Regions from separate parts of the Zea mays genome. Here region 1 is linked to region 2. A link is a contact called in public Hi-C data. All regions are on one chromosome and are shown on one strand. Each heading gives the region's core, a stretch centred on a gene start, on an enhancer-like site or on the middle of the called end of the contact. The rest is flanking DNA. Distances are from core to core; before and after follow the strand shown. Region 1 holds the start of LOC100284410. Region 2 overlaps LOC100382343 (DNA gyrase subunit B mitochondrial).

Region 1 (3,853 bases), core at 938-3,437, 970 kb after region 2:
GATGAGTTTCCACCAACACACTTTTACTGAGCAAAAGACATGGTTGTTAAGTTGTTATAGTTTTGTCAAATATACGGTGTACTTTAGCTTGGAAGCGATAGTAACAAACTGCAAATCTGAAACTGCAGAAGGGTCACTGATATATCATTTTGTATAAAATGGATTTTACTCAACTGCTAGCCAACTAGCCATCTGCCTTACAAACTTAAACATTGTGCTGACAACATTAGGCATCTGTTGGGATCGAACATCAAACTAATGAATAATGTAGTCAGACCATAGCATTTTCTACAGTTTTCACAACATGCAAATTACTAGTGTTAGTACTCATTCATAACAACACAGTTAACAACAGTGAACAAAGGACAGACATTGCATAACTGTTACTTGATTCTCTGGCTGCTGACCAGAAATCAGTTCCAACTTCCAACCAGTACATAATGTATGATTGTATGTTATCTATGTTGACACTAGACTGTTTTGAGGTTGAACACGTGAACTATGCATTTTGACCTTAAGATGACAGCACCAGAAAGAAAAAATCCCAGGTTCACAAGAAATATATATGATGCATGCCTTAATAACAATAAACTAAGTTTTGCACATGACTCAATTAACAATTCGAGGTTCCAACTCCTTTACCTAAACAAGTGACTTGTTTTCTTTTCCTGGCATCAGAACAGAGAAAACCTCATAGACAAACATTCCAATAGAATGTTCAAACTAGCACCTATGACCTATCGATAATGCTAAGTTCTCAACAAATTCCTTATTTAACACAAAGGAAGCATTGATGGATCCATGAGGCAGAATAAATGCTAATGGCTGGTAAAAAATCATTGGTGTGTGTTCAAGGTAACATACCATGTTGTGATACAGACACGGTGGACAGTGCCGGCTACAATAAGAGCTACAAGTTGTGCTACAACAACTGCAAGGAGGAGCGACAGTGATCAAAGTCAAAAAAAGACTATGAGAAGACATGAGAGATCATATGCCATACATACCTGCACCCCACCCAGTTCTATCTCCACTAGCTTCTTGATAGTTTCCAATAAACTGCAAAAGTTGTTCCAATTATCAGTTCATAATAAGACAAAATTCCAAGCAGTAAGCACACTTCTTGAATCTTGATGAAGAGCCGACGAATCCAGAAGTAATTAATGTTATAACACAGAAGTAACCATAAAACGGATATCCACACCAACATAAGGGGATGGTTATCGTCATCTCACTCACTTTTTTGTTTGGTTTTTAGAATGAAATGGATTAATCCACCATGACGCATGAGGATGGAGTCATCCCACCAAATAAATTTCATGGGATAAAGTCATGCATGGTACACCACCTCATTTACGACGGCTGGTTCCTGACCAAACACGCCCTATGTTTATTTACTACTTCACTGTGGCCGTACATTACCACTTCAATTTAGCAAATCAGAAAGAGGGGCAATGTCTTTGCCACCATCGACAGTGGACTTCGCTAATTTGCCACCAGACCCACAAATCATACCAGACCCACAAATCATAGATGGCAAACTAGCAAAGTGTCAACACCACTTGGGGGTGGCCAAATTGCAAATATTTCCAATGCCAATGGCTTCTGCACCAATGCACCATTTGAGGAACGAGAAAGAAAGTTAGAAATAACAGGAACTACAAGGAGAAACGCACGGTGAGGAGTAGCAGGAATAGGAGGGAGCAGACGAATCCACCGGCAATGGTCATGAGCTCCGACGAGGCGAACTTGGCCCTGTACATCTCCAGCAGCGACAGCGTCACTGCGAAGAGGAGCAGTGACAGCAGCATCGACCGCCCCGTGCTCGCCATCTGACAAGAGGACTGCAAAATCAGTGACAGATCTCTGTACACCCGATATTTTTCCCCAAAAAATCAAAGTTAGTAGGCATAATACATATCCACTTGTAGTAATTAGATCAGATCCGAATACAAATAGCTTAAATTAGGGTTTGGGTGCTCGGTTTCGCACAGCAGGGAGAGAATAAGGGTTGCGTTACCTGGTGGTGTTCGCCGCGGCGAAGGGTCCGACGTAGACCTGGGGACCTGGAGTAGGCCGGCAGCGGCTGTCGCCAGTCGTCGCCGGGATGGAGAGATTTTAACGTAGGCCGGATGAACGCAAGTGAACGGACGGGTGAAGAAATAGCAGAGGTGACACTGACACCGTGGGCTGGGCCTCTGGGGCAGCTCGGAAAACATCTTTTTATTTTGATGAGGTTTTTTAATTTATCTTTTAATAATAAAATTGTCCGAATCACAAGTTTTCAAAGCATATTAGCATATTAGGGTCTATTTGGTTGGACTGTGGCTGTGAAAAAACTGTTGTGAGCTGTAAAAAAAGTTGTTGTGTGCTGTGAACTGCTAAAAAGCTAAAAATCGTTTAGTGGAAACCATTAAAAACCGCTAAAAATTATTCCATATATATTTTCACAGTTCCACATAAAAGCTACTAAAAGCAGGTCTAGAGATGCTTTCAGTTTTACACTACAAGAAAATCGGCTTTTAGAAAAAGCTGCCTTTCAGATTCGGCCATTTGGTTTGACCTTTGGCTTTTAGGGGCAAAAGCCAAAGCTAAAAGTCAAACCAAACACACCCTTAGTCGTTGCCCATGCGTTACGACGGCTTACAATAATACCCACGTGAACTATCCATAAAAAAATTCAAGGTTTTTTATTGATTGTCTCCGCTCTCTGTATAATATTTTTTTATTTGCCTAACTGATGTTATTGTTTACCCCATGCAATATGTCTTGGTACAACACGACCAATGAAGTGAGCAATTAGAAGAGAGTTCATGAGAGCTCCTAGAGGGGGTGAATAGGTGATCCTGTAAAATCAAGTACTAAATAGCCAAAACTTGGTTATGAAGTGTTAGTGCGATTTAAAACCAGGTTGCTAAAGTGGGAACTTTAGAAGAAAACAAATCACAATTAAGATGGACACAAGACACGGTGATTTTTATCCCGTGGTTCGATCAATGCCTACTTCACGTTGTGTTGACCTCCTTCGGTCAAGGATTGTACTCAATCCCTCTCAAGTGATCCAATGATCAACTTTGAGTACCATGGTTTCCTTCCTTCGCAGTTTTCCCGTTTGCGAGGAATCTCCACAAATTGGAGCCTCTCGCCCTTACAATATTTGATCACAAGAGAAGCACAAGAGTAAGGGAGGGAAAGCAACACACGCAAGACTCAATTCGCAGCAAACACACACACTCAAGCTAAGACGTGAGCACAAAACACGGCACAGAGAGTTCGCAACTCAAATGTTGCTCAAATCTCTAACACAGTGATCCAAATGCATGGTGGCGGAGTCTAGGCGTCTAGGGATGATCAGAGAATGCTTGGTGTACTACTCCATGCGCCTAGGGGTCCCTTTTATAGTCCTAAGGCAGCTAGGAGCCGTTGGAGATCCAATTGGAAGGCAATTCTTGCCTTCTGTCGGGTGGCGCACCGGATAGTCTGGTGCACCACCGGACATGAACAGTAGCAGTCTGGAGCCCGATCTCCTTCTTTATCGGGCGCAGACGACCGTTGGACCTTTGGTCCCGTTGGCGCACCGGACACTGTCCGTTGCCCACCTGACAGTCCGGTGTGACCAACTGATCGTTAGTGCGGGCCAGGCGTCGCCCGCTGATTGCGCTGCCGACCGTTGGTCGCGGGCGCCGTTGGCTCACCGGACAGTCCGGTGAATTTTAGCCGTGGCGCCTTCGCTTTTTCCCGAGAGCGACGAGTTCGTCGTCGGGCCAACCTGGGCACCGGACAGTCCGGTGCACTACAGGCTGGTGCAGGTTTGGCTAAACTTATCTAAAACTTCTCCTGTCCGATTCCAGTT
Region 2 (3,604 bases), core at 708-3,207:
CTTTATGAGGCCAACCATGTCTCACTGAACCCCTTACCCACATGGGTCTAGGAGACGAGCGGATCCACCTTACGATTTTGTCTCGCTTGACCCTCGATCCCTAAGGGTCTCAAGAAAAGCGACTTATCCTCAAGTCTCTGCTTCACCTAACCCTGACCCACAAGAATCTCGAGGCTAGGAAACCTTAACCTAGAGTTCCGCCTTGCCTAGAGGTCAAATACTTTGCCCGACCGCGTGGGTCTAAAATTTGTTAGTTTGTACCATCTCGAGCACTATAGACATGGGAACATATGAGTCAGACTCTAACATGGGTGTGTGGCCTAAATGACGTTGGTATGTTAGAATACAGTCGTCACATGTCATGGCATGACGCCAAACACATGTTCAATCACCCCATCACAGATAAGTCAACAAAGTACGACAAATAAACCACTACAGGACAAGATGGTGCATAACGACATGGTTTAGGATAACGATGGCATCTCTATAGTACCTTGACAGAAGAAGGCTCATCCATGGAGTTCTTCGGCCGGCGAGAACCCTAGAGGAAAAGAAGCTACATAATAGGGTCTGGCCCCTAATCATTCCGTCTGACCCCTCGGACTTATCTAATAGATCCTTCTCTAACCTTGGCCTATGAAAGGAAGGGAAGGATCATGATATGAGGACGTGCAACCACTTGTAGACATAGCCAACAAGTCAACACATCACACTTGTAATCGCATAGAGAACTTGTCACCTCGCTCGCACACTCACTAGAGACTTGGGAGCTCTTCCCTCTCTCGCCTATTTGTAACCCCCTACTACAAACTAAGTGCAAGGTAACACAAGTTACTCAACTAGACGCATGGACATTCAGTCGTCCGAACTAATATAAAATCTTTGTGTCCACTTTGCACATCATCCACACCAAGACACACAAACCACTAGAATAACTATCTTGTGGTTACGAAACACCGACAATATTTCACTAAGAAGTGCTCAACTAGAGCCCAATCACTTATACATGGGGATGTGGTTCCCTATGGTTCAGGCCTTGACCCATGCTTTGAGGTCCAACCCACATAATCATTCCCTTACACGGGCCCATCCACCATAGGTTGGTTCATCCATACCGACCAAGGGAACCGACGAGTATTTTTTTTAATCTCAGCCTAAAATTCACTCCCACGGGAAATCGAACATAGAACTTGAGGATTGCTACTCAGACCAACTAACCAACTCAGCTAGAGGTTATCACGATTCAATATCGGATGTCCTTCTATGGAGCCACGACGCAACTGTTTAGTGTATGCTCTGTCCAGTAGCATATATTTCATCATCATCATCGGAATGGTCCAAGGAATCCTCACTTGATTCAGGGTCTATTTGGTTTAGTTGTAGATTCCTGCAAATCTGATTCTAGTTGTGAACTACAAAAAAAGGTGTTGCGAGCTAATGGTTTTGCGATTCCTGAATAATCTTATTCTAACTCTGAACTGTGAAAAAAATTATTGTGGTCTTACAGTTGGAAAAACTAAAATATGTTTGGCTAAACAGCTGACAACTAAATAGATAGCATGAACCTAGAAAGTATGGGGTAGAAGTTAATTCTAAACTGAACCGGAGAAATATGTAGATTTCCAGGAATCTATTCTGTTGTAGACGTTTGGTTGAGATTCCATATTTTTTACAGCAAATTTGTTTTAGAAAGGTGAACTAAACACATCCAAAAACTTCGGAAATTCACGATAGAGGACCACCTTAGGATAAGGGAAAAATTATAAGGGGATGCCACCGAAAAACCTACCTGACTTGGCCCTGGTCGGTTGTACTGTACTCTTCCCCGGCGTTGGAATCCCAGCGTAGCCGGCTGCAGTACCTCAGTAGCTGACGAAAGGGCTATGGGCAGGCGGGTAAATGTCAGCACCGATGACAAATGCAGAGAAGTGCCTCGCGGCTGGCCAATGGCAGGGCGCCAGTGCCTCGTTCTATAGCTCTGGCCTAGTCCAGTTAACGCGTCGAGCGTGCGAGACAACAGACGGCGCAAGCGACAACGAAACTGGATCTGTTACGTGCCCCATTGAAATATGCAGAGTGGCTTCAATTATGAAGAGTCCGTTGGAATGTTATTATGAAGAGCTATCTATTTCAACGATCCACTAAATATTGAGTTTGGAGATTTAGTTTACAAAATCTCTTAGATATTGCTCTCTAAACCTGGTACCTATAAACCAAACCAGATATTGCTCACATGTCAACTGGGTTCAAACCGTCCAATTTAAACATCAGACGAATCCATAGCTCATACAGATACTTAACTGCCAGATTAAGAAAGGAGACACGGAATCATGAAGCAAATATTAGGCGATAGATATAAAAGCATATTACACCGTATCGGAGGAACGATGTCAGCAGGGAACTACACCCGTGAGCTCTGAACTGTCAAGCTGAAATGGTTATAGCACCGCCACAAATGAATCAGAGTTTTCGTTAGGAAACCCAGCTCTCATCCTGGATCCAATGTTTGTACCCTACGTTTTCTGCTACTCTAGCACCAAAAAGATGTTGCCAAGGTATCATCAAGTCTGCAACGCTAGAATCCTGTTGGAGTGGCAAGAAAAGCAGCAGGTGGCGGACCTTCTATATCATACACAGAAAGGACAGCCTTACTTAATGCCTTCAAATGTCAAGTTGATCTATGTTGATCATGCTAGCAGCTTTCTGGATCAGTTCCTTCCTATATTCAACCTGGAAAGATACAATATGGAGATTTTTAGTAACATGGAGAATAAAACATTAGCTTCTAAGTGTTTTTAGGAATCTTGGTTGCTTACCCGGGTGCCCATAAGTGACGAGAACACAACATTGGCCTCGGCAGCATCTTCAACCCTAAGCTGCTTCAACAGCCGCCTCTCAGGATCCATCGTTGTTTCCCATAATTGTGCAGGCATCATCTCACCCAAACCTGTTGCAACACCAGAAAAGCAAATAGAAGATAACGACAAAGGAAACATAAGAACCACTGAATATGTAAAGACTTGAAACCGACATAAGACGGTATAGTCATCCAGTCAGGGTGAGTGGAGACAAATAATCTGTCGGTTGGAGGTGGGGAGGATGGGTGCCAGTTTGAGGGGTTTGTCAAGATGAAATAGAAGGCAATTAAAAATGTGCACTGAAGTAAGAAAAATGTTTTTTTATGTGCCAGGATATTTTCTTAGAAGCTCATTGTTCAATAGTTAAATGTACCTTTAAACCTCTGGATATGATATGATGCATTTGCAGGGAAGGTGTTAACTATCTCTTTGAGGTCGGCATCATCATAGCAGTAATGTGCTAGTTTTCCACGCTCAACCTAACACCACAACATACACAACTTTTAACAATTAAGATCAATTCGTCTTCAAGACTACTAAACTTGAAGCCACAATCAAACCTTGTAAAGAGGAGGTACACCAACGTAGATGCAACCTTCATCAAATAATGCTCTCTGCAGATCGTAAGGAAATAAAAAACTTCATTTAATATTTTAAAATAGATATGTATGAAATTTGAAATAAAAAACTTCATTTAATATTTTAAAATATATATGTATGAAATTTGATGCTAATCTCTTCTTATG

What was found. Hi-C and Micro-C count contacts between places; a contact is called where the count stands out from the background.
Region 1: a contact with region 2 is called in a Hi-C map of tassel, with 2.8 times the contacts expected there. The contact joins the promoter of LOC100284410 here to the enhancer-like site in region 2. A contact is called at or near these places in 3 of 25 Hi-C or Micro-C datasets (ear, leaf and tassel).

What each region holds. Positions count from the first base shown.
Region 1 is chr3:43,770,083-43,773,935 of Zm-B73-REFERENCE-NAM-5.0, forward strand. LOC100284410 reads right to left here and starts at 2,188. Exons shown (of 5, transcript NM_001157305.2): 1 at 2,021-2,188; 2 at 1,677-1,832; 3 at 1,008-1,059; 4 at 865-931. The coding sequence starts at 1,832.
Region 2 is chr3:42,801,009-42,804,612 of Zm-B73-REFERENCE-NAM-5.0, forward strand. It overlaps LOC100382343 (DNA gyrase subunit B mitochondrial), which reads right to left. Exons shown (of 21, transcript NM_001175090.1): 18 at 3,419-3,472; 19 at 3,232-3,337; 20 at 2,817-2,947; 21 at 2,330-2,730. The coding sequence ends at 2,662. Among protein-coding and RNA genes, the nearest start is that of LOC100382343, 18 kb to the right of the region's middle. Within about 2 kb of position 1,958, at least 13 of the 20 cell types and tissues checked have an H3K27ac peak or open chromatin away from gene starts, as enhancers often do. A contact at or near this core is called in ear and tassel, where this site is marked.